Regions from separate parts of the Sus scrofa genome. Here region 1 is linked to region 2. Evidence: chromatin contacts called from public Hi-C data. All regions are on one chromosome and are shown on one strand. The core of a region is the stretch at or near the end of the contact, and the rest is flanking DNA. Distances in the headings are between cores, read along the strand shown. Region 1 overlaps RPGRIP1L (protein fantom). Region 2 overlaps FTO (fat mass and obesity associated).

The links. Hi-C and Micro-C count contacts between places; a contact is called where the count stands out from the background.
Region 1: a Hi-C map of liver shows a contact between it and region 2, with 6 times the contacts expected there. The contact joins two enhancer-like sites. A contact is called at or near these places in 2 of 47 Hi-C or Micro-C datasets (fibroblasts and liver).

The regions. Positions count from the first base shown.
Region 1 is chr6:31,654,163-31,658,217 of Sscrofa11.1, forward strand. RPGRIP1L (protein fantom) reads left to right here. Exons shown (of 25, transcript XM_021097100.1): 24 at 1,199-1,332. Among named protein-coding and RNA genes, the nearest start is that of RPGRIP1L, 91 kb to the left of the region's middle. Within about 2 kb of position 1,254, at least 3 of the 83 cell types and tissues checked have an H3K27ac peak or open chromatin away from gene starts, as enhancers often do. A contact at or near this core is called in liver, where this site is marked.
Region 2 is chr6:31,511,046-31,515,472 of Sscrofa11.1, forward strand. All of the region lies in intron 1 of FTO (fat mass and obesity associated), which reads right to left. Among named protein-coding and RNA genes, the nearest start is that of FTO, 51 kb to the right of the region's middle. Within about 2 kb of position 1,851, at least 24 of the 83 cell types and tissues checked have an H3K27ac peak or open chromatin away from gene starts, as enhancers often do. A contact at or near this core is called in liver, where this site is marked.

The sequences.
Region 1 (4,055 bases), core at 4-2,503, 140 kb after region 2:
TAGCTAATTGGTAGGAAGGCAGAAATTTGAACCCAGAATGGATGCCCTTAACCACTCCATCTTAATCCCTCTATTTTATGCATCATATAAAATATCCGTCTTATTCACGTGCAGCACAGGATCTGCACTCTTCCCAATTACACAAGTATTGTGTAAATAAGCATTACCTTTGGTTTCAACCTAAGGGATTTCTATTTTCTAATCAAAATGTATTGCTAGCTAAAAACAAGTACTTAGTTAAGGAATGAAATGTTGACTACTTATTTTTAGCAAATTATTTTAAAATGCTGTCATGTTTACCGGTAAGTGCTTGAAGGATTTTACTTGTGCATATTTTTCAAGGCATGATGTTCTCAGAGACTTAGATTTTTACCTAAGAATGTTATCTAAGAAGCAAGTTTCTTGTTTTGTTTCTGATTTGGGATGGATACATTTTGAAAATGGTTAAAATGGTAGTTTACAAGCATTCATGGTTTAAGCTATGCTGCCAAGACATATCAAAAGAGTACTTAACTGTAAATTCCTGTCATTTGGTCAATCCAAATGTGTTTGGCCTGAACACAAGCCACTAATTCAAATCAGTTCCATCATAACCCTACAATTATGTGTCTAAAAGTAAAATAAAACTTGGATGCTATGATTGTAAGTTAAAAGATTGCTGAAGTAATACAAACATTTCATATAGCTGTTGGGCAAAGCTGTAACATTTATCTAACATAATTCCGAATATATAGAACACAGTTGGAAAAATTGCTTAGTAGTCACTCCAAAGCTGTGCATTCATTTCTATAGAAAATGTTGCATTTAGGTGGAAAATGCTTCCCTAACCTCCATGGTCTTTTTTCACTTGATCCTTTTAGCCTTAGAAGTAGACGTGTCAAAATACGATCAGATAGTGCATAATAGAGTGAACATCTGGTTCTTCTCTTTGCCTAGTAATTTTCTCAGATTCTAGACTTAAATGGTAATCAGTGCTTAGAAAAGTGGATTAGTGTTCATGTGAAGGCTGAGTGTGCTATAATAATTCTAATAGTTCATATAATAACTTATCTAACCTAATATAATTTTCTTTTTATTGGAATAATTGGAAACTTGGAGATTTCACAGTTAGAGATAAAAACCCATTCGGGGGTTTTGTTCCGTGGTGATTTTTTTTTTCTCACTTTGTAGTGATGTTCTCTGTCCTTCCCCTTCTCAGCGTCCGCTTCACTGTGGTCAGTGACCCCCCAGAGGATGAGCAGGATCTGGAGTGTGAGGACATTGGCATGGCTAACATTGACCTCGCTGACATGTTCCGGGAAGGGAGCGACATCATCGAGCAAAATATTGACGGTACGGGTGGAAGTGTTGCTCAATCTGTACAACCAGCAATTGCTGAAATCCAAATTCTTTATTAAAACCTTTCTGCTGGCTTCAGAGATTTCGAGTCACACATTAGCTGAATCCTTTGCAACGCAAGCTGTCTTTTTGCAAAGCTGGAGTCCCCTCCCTACATCCCCCTCTGACCCTCCCCTTCTGCCTTCCCTTGAATCAACAGAAATTTAAAAATAATTTATTGCATTTCACAAGGAATTATTCATTGTGTGAGTATGGGGGGTTGTGTGTGTGGCAAAAATTCAGCCATTGGATTTTTCTAATGTTGTTTATGGAAGCCTCATGCTGTCAAGCCTTGCTTCAGCTAAGGCATGTTATTCTGAGTGATCATTATAGTGTCTTTTGCAAGGCTTCTCTTTAATTCAGTTTTACAGTTCAGCAGTACAGTCACTGCAAATAACTGAGTGGTTTTAGCCACTTGTTTCCCATTGGGATTCAGGGAGGAGTGAGGGATTCCTGATAAAAAGTGCTCTCCTAGGTTTTCACATCACCAGGTATGCGTCCCAGCAATGCCTGATTTCCACTCTTTATCCTTAAGTGCCATATCTAGAACATGCTGAAGGAGTTGTACTTTACGGAATCAAGACAAAAAAAAAAATCATAATCAGGGGTGGCCTAGGCTATACAGTAAGTGGAGAAATGAGACTGAGTTCTCCTCTCATTTGTTAAGTCAGCAGAGCCATCCACCACCGGGAAAATGTACACGGTTTGTTTACTCATTTATCCATGCATTAAATGAACACTTAATTGAACATCTCTTAAGTGCCAGGCACTCTGCTCTCACCGTAGTTGGGTAGTTGGCGTAGTTCAGATGTTAAGCTGCTTGTCAAGCTGGATATGTATCCAGTGCTCCAAGGTTAGGATCAAGCCAAATAACTAACCAAATTAGACCAAGGAACCAAATTAGGAACCTATTCTGGGAAATTTTATAAATGATACATATCACATACACAATCACAACTTTGGCAGGCGTAGAAGTAGAAGATGAGAGGATTAAAATATTAGCCTAAATCCTATTAAAGACACCCAGAACCAAGAGAGTCTGACAAAAATGATCAAAATGATCTATGCTTTATATTCTTAATCTTTTCTCCAGTCAGTCCTCTTTGGAAACCCATCTTCTCTTTCTGCAAGACCACATGGGACTACCCTGATTTGATATAAACAGCTCTTGTGGCCTTGTTCTGGGAAAGAATCAGAAAATTAAACACTGGTCCCATCAAGTGTTTTATGCTTTGCTCCATGCCAGATGTAGAAGTGAGATGTCCCAAAAAGAGGCAACTTGGCAGTGTGTTGGGGACCACTTGTGCCCCTGCAATCTTCTTGCTTGCTCATTTATCCACCTAAGTCATTGTATACTACATTTTATCTGAAGGTTTCCTTACAGATTTTCTTGGAATTAAACATACACACAGGCGTTCCCTCCATGGTGTAGTGGGTTAATAATCCAGCCGCAGCGGCTTGAGTTACTGCAGAGATGTGAGTTCGATCCCAGTGGGTTAAAGGATCCGGCATTGTCGCAGCTGTGGTATGGGTCACAGGTGTGGTTCAGATTCAGTCCCTGGATGAGAAACTTGCATATACTGCAAATGTAGCCAATAAGTAAATAAATACACACATACACACACACACACACACACATTGAAAGTTCTAGGAAAATAAAGAAGACACTATATGGACTCATAAGTGCTATCAGACTTAACAAAGTCGAAAATTCTGGCCTTGAGTCACTAGTGGGTATCACCGTTCCCAGAGGGATGGGATCCCAGGTACTGAATCAGCGTCCCATTCGGCCCCCAACATAGTGCTCAGAGGATTATCAAGCAGTCGGCTTCGATACACAAGTTGTGCCCAGAAAAGCCCACAGACACTCAAAATTTTACATCTATTTTCCTGCAGCCTCATTCATAGACCCTCAAAGCTAATCCATAGACCTTAAAGTGTGGGTCTGCCAGTTTAACTTTTTCTAATTTCACATGTAATCTATTTTAAATGGAATGTTTTCCTTAGAAAGATAAATAATCATTCCCAATTACGATCATGTACCTTCTTTACAGGAGGTTGCCACTGTGCTATTTGTGTTTTTGTCTTTTAAGGCTGCACCCACGGCATATGGAGGTTCCCAATCGGAGCTGTAGCCGCTGGCCTACACCACAGCCACAGAAACTCGGGATCCGAGCCATGTCTGCCACCTACACCACAGCTCACATCAACGCCAGATCCTTAACCCACTGAGGGAGGCCAGGGATCGAATCTGCATCCTCATGGATGCTGGTAGGGTTCGTTAACCACTGAGCCATGATGGGAACTCCTGATATTTATTAATAATGCTGTTAGAACAAATTCTTCATTGTCCTATCTTGATCCCTTTGATCCCTTTTAGACTTTATTTCTTGCTAAGAAATTCTGATTCTGTGTGGCAACCATTATCCCGTAGCCTTTCCACTAGATAAACTTTTGGATTAGGTCATTAGTTTTAACTCTGCAGGCAGTATGTATACACACATGCAGTGCATCTACAATGTGTATCTTTATACACACACGGCAAGCTTTAGGTTTTAGATTTCTGAGATACCAGTGAATTTTGGACTTTTATAGAGCTGTTTTCATCCTTTTGACTACTGTTGCAGCTAGGCTATCTGAAGAAAAATCTGTTGAATGATATTAACACTTGTCTGCTC
Region 2 (4,427 bases), core at 601-3,100:
ACAGATATAGAAAACAAACTTACGGTTACCAAAAGGGCAAGGGGGGTGGAGGGATAAAGTAGGAGTTTGGGATTAGCATATATACACTCCTATATATAAACTAGGTAATCAACAAGGATCTACTATATAGCAGAACGATACTCAATATTTTGTAATAATGTATAAGGGAAAAGAATCCAAAAAAGAATGTGCGTGTGCATGCGCACGCGCGCGTGTGTCTGTGTGTGCACGTGCGTGTGTAACTGAATTACCATGCTGTACACCTAAAACTAATACAACACTGTAAAGCAACTATACTTTAATAAAAAATTAAATATATGAAAACAGTAATTATAGCAAAAAAAGAATATGAATCATCATTTGCTTTGAAGTTTTGTCTTCTGTTCTCCATGGTGTCCTGTTTTCTCTGGGATCCTTTCCTTCTGTTGTTTCTTCATATGCTGTCACTCTTGCTGGAGGGACTCCGCAGTGTTTGGTGATCCTTGCCTCTCAATCCATGATTTCAAATGAGGCAACACAGTTGAGATCGGAGGCTCTATGTACAGAAACTGAGTTGGTCAACCAGTGGGCCTGGCTCTACAGTGCTGTGATGGAAACCTGGCCTTTCTTTCTTTTTCTTTTGGCCCTTTCTTTCGACTTTCCCCCCACATGTCAACCTACGTCTTTTTCTTTGGGCTGGTCAGTTTCCTGGAAGAGGAATCCTCACATCGCCTCCTCTGGTGACATTGGTCACAGAACCTCCCTAAGTAACAGAGATCACAAAAGGCAGACCTCGGCTGCTTCCAGTCTGAGGAAGTAAATATGGGACCTTTGGACTTTACGGGGTTTAAATTTCAATTAGTAGACTGCTCTTTAAAAGAAAGAGTTCCCAATAAAAAATCCACATCTTCAGCTTCTTTCAAGAAATGGGAGTATCTGCAAACACTGGGCCCACGTTTGCACACCAGAGCTAAGTTACAGCTGGCCCCTTTAGGAGGTACACGTACTTCTTACTCCACCACTGGCACCGCCAGACCCTGCTGTCCCTCCTCGGTAGATAAAGGGTAAGTTTCTTGCTATAACGAGATGTGACTGCATAAAAGGAAAAACACATTCAATTTATTTGATTTGGAGTTATCCTGGAAAAAGGCTGAATGACCCAATGGAACAGCAGTAAGACAAAACAGACCCCAGCACACAGCAACAACAGGCAAGTGAAACCTTGTATACTTTGTACTCAGAAAATAAACCTCATTCCAAGATCTAAGTGCCTCACTCACCACAACCAGAAGAAGCTCTTCTCAAAGGGCCAAAGATCTGGATTTCAGCTGCACCAGAGGAGTGGGGGGTGGGGGTGGGGAGAAGGCGAGGGGAGGGCGAGAGAGGCCCGAGAGAAAGGAACAGAGGTTTGTGCTTTGAATTCCTAGAGGGAAGGGAAATTTTCAAAATATTTCCCTCTACCAAAAGGCAGAGAGATCATGCTTTATAGGGGTAAAGACAGAGCAAGTTTTGAATTCATAGACTTATAAAAGCCCTAAAGTCTCTTTCCTTAGATAACATATTTGGTATAATTTTATATCTTAACATGTCATATTAAATATGAATGCATATTTTTAATATAGTACATAGATGAATGACATGACCAAGCTTTGAAGCATATCAGGAAAACTCTTAGAAGTTTCCCAAGACAGTTTAGCCGTGTTCAAATAACTTTCGCAACCCAAAATGATCATCCATTACAAATATCCAGTGACATCATTTTTTTTTTTTAAACTTGTTGGAAAACAGGTTTGACTCAGTTTCAGACTTACAACTCCTCCCCGTGACTGCTGGCTATATACCTATTAGCTAAAAACAACAATGCGACAAAACTCGCTTTTGGATTAACAACCCTGTCATTTATCCTTTAAATGTTTATCTCCTTTGGTCACAATTTTATTGTAGTTAAACAGCAACTAGTGTGTGACCAAAAGCATTCAAATGCTCTGAGCACACAAAGAGCGCACTGTTCTGTTTTCCAGCTGGATGGACTTTTACTTGAGTGAACAAAAGACAAGATCCTGCTATTCTTCAAATGAAAAGGCAAGAAACAGCAAGGAAAAACATGGCACAGAAAACCTCTCTCTGGGTTCACTTTGCAAATGGTAATGAGAACAAGTGAACCAAATAGCTGCGGTTTTTTTCTCCTCCAAAAGTTTTTTAAAAATCGTGAAAAAAAATGATTACAGCATCTCTTTTTTAAGGGTTGTATTAATAATCATTTATGACCCACGATAGCAAATCTAGTGCATGTTATCTGATATAGGTAATGTTAGAGGAAGGATGGCTACATGCAAATATTATGGCCTAAAACCAATGTGTCAGGCAAAATATAAACAGCGGTCTCAGACAAGGGAACTGAAAGCAACAATGAGACTTGACATTGGCCACCTGAAATCTTGAAAATCTCCCCAAGCCCTTAAGAAAGCAGGTGAAGTTGCAGCCCTAACAATCTAAAAAAACAAAAGCTGTTGCTGCCACCAACACTGCAAAGTGGTGAGGGCTCCCTGATAGGACTCTTACAAAAGGTCCTTAAGATCAGCCCTCATTATCATTTTCCTGAATTAGCTACATTCTGTTCCAGCCTTTGTATGAACCTATCTCTCATATATCTTTCATACTAATGGATCTCTCCTGTCTTTAGTTCTTAAGTAAGTTAACATTATCATTGTCGTAGGTTGTTTTAATTTGTAGGAGTTGAAAGAAAGAAGAGTGAGGGATCTGTTGGAATTCTGACATTAATACTCAGGATGACAGAAGGAAATCTACGGGCTTGGGACTGACTTTCCTCTTCCGCACTGTGTAGAAACTGTATTATCTAGGATTAGGTTAGGCTGCAAGGGACAGAAAATCCAAAATGGCAGTGGCTTCACCAGGCTGGTAGGGGGGTTCGCGGGCTGTCCTCAGAGACTCAAGCCCCTTCCAGCTCACCTCTCTTGCTCCCCCTAAGGACTGGCCCTCACTCTCAAGATCCAAATGCAGCATTTCCACTCCAGGCAGCAGGATAAAAGCCCTGAGAGGAAAAGGGCAAAGGGCACACACCAGCTTTCTCTTAAGGAAACATCCCAGAAACTACCACAGGTGACAGCCTCTTAGTCACCCAGTCACACCTAACTGCAGAGGGGGCTGGGAAAGTCTGTTCTGTCTATTCTGGGTGGCTAATGGCCCTGAAAAGAAGGGCTTTGGGAGTTAAAGTGCAGTCATGACTACAAAGAGATTTCCTAGTTTTATAAAACTAGAAATAGTTGACAATGTCAGGCCAAAAAAAAAAATCTTCAGAGTAAGGAACTTGCAAATGCTCCCAACAGAAGAGCCACAGAAATACATGGACTTGACAACGAAGCCCTGGAACTACTCCCTATAATCTCTTGAGTACACCTCAATGATCTGGATCAGAGAGCTGAATAATCTCAGGTCCTTTTCTCCCCCAGGAGTGAGTGTCCTTGTTCCTGTGACCCCCACAGACCTGGAAGTTTCTCTCCTGGGTCATATCAACTGTCCCAATTCCTCAGCCTCGCAGCACAATCACCTCCCATCGTCAAGAATGAGAGGCCTTTCACATCCAAGGGGCAAATTTCACACAAATGACATTTGGCTGATGCCCAAAGGTGACAGGGATGAGAGCAGGATAAATAAAGAATAATGTAGAAGCCAGTTGGGGCAGCCTTTCATTATAGTCCTTTCAAGAGCTATTAATCTTGGTCATAGTCAGTCGGCTAAAAATAATTACTTCTTCTAACACATGTTGTACACACCAACTAGCAGTAGTAACGGGCCAGCCCTTTTACCCTAGGAAAGATATGGCCTCTGACTTGCCTAGAGCCATCTGAGGTAATGGCTGCACAATGTTCCAGCCCAAGTTCCTCTTCAGTCTTACCTAAGAATAATATCAAAAGAACCACCACCAGCAATATTGTCAGACTATCATCGTTAAGTTGTAGAAGTACCCCGAAGAATAAAGACTATTAGAAATATTTTACAAGAAGATTTGTCACTCCCTTTGTTTATAATGAAAGTAAATAACATTTTAAGTACTTAAGCATCATGTTTCCCCCAAAGTATTGCATTGCCGAGGTATTTAAATGAAGTGCTGATTGTCCTAATTCACCATGAATTTCCAGAGTTCCCCCCCTTAGGGTTTCTTTGAACTTGTAAGCCAGTTTAGCTAGTAGAAAAAGCTCAGGATCTGGAATTCTAGAGATGCAGCTCTGGAATCAAGCAGTTTCGTCATCTCTAAGAAGCCAACAATCTCTGAGTTTTACTGGGCTTCAGCTGTACTATGGGGACGTTTGACTCAAAAAAAGCCATGCAGTTCTTCAGAGATTCAACAGTACCATGGATGGGTTTGTATAAACCCACACTAAGTGATATCACTTAATAATTATCTTTCTAAACATAAAATTCATCAA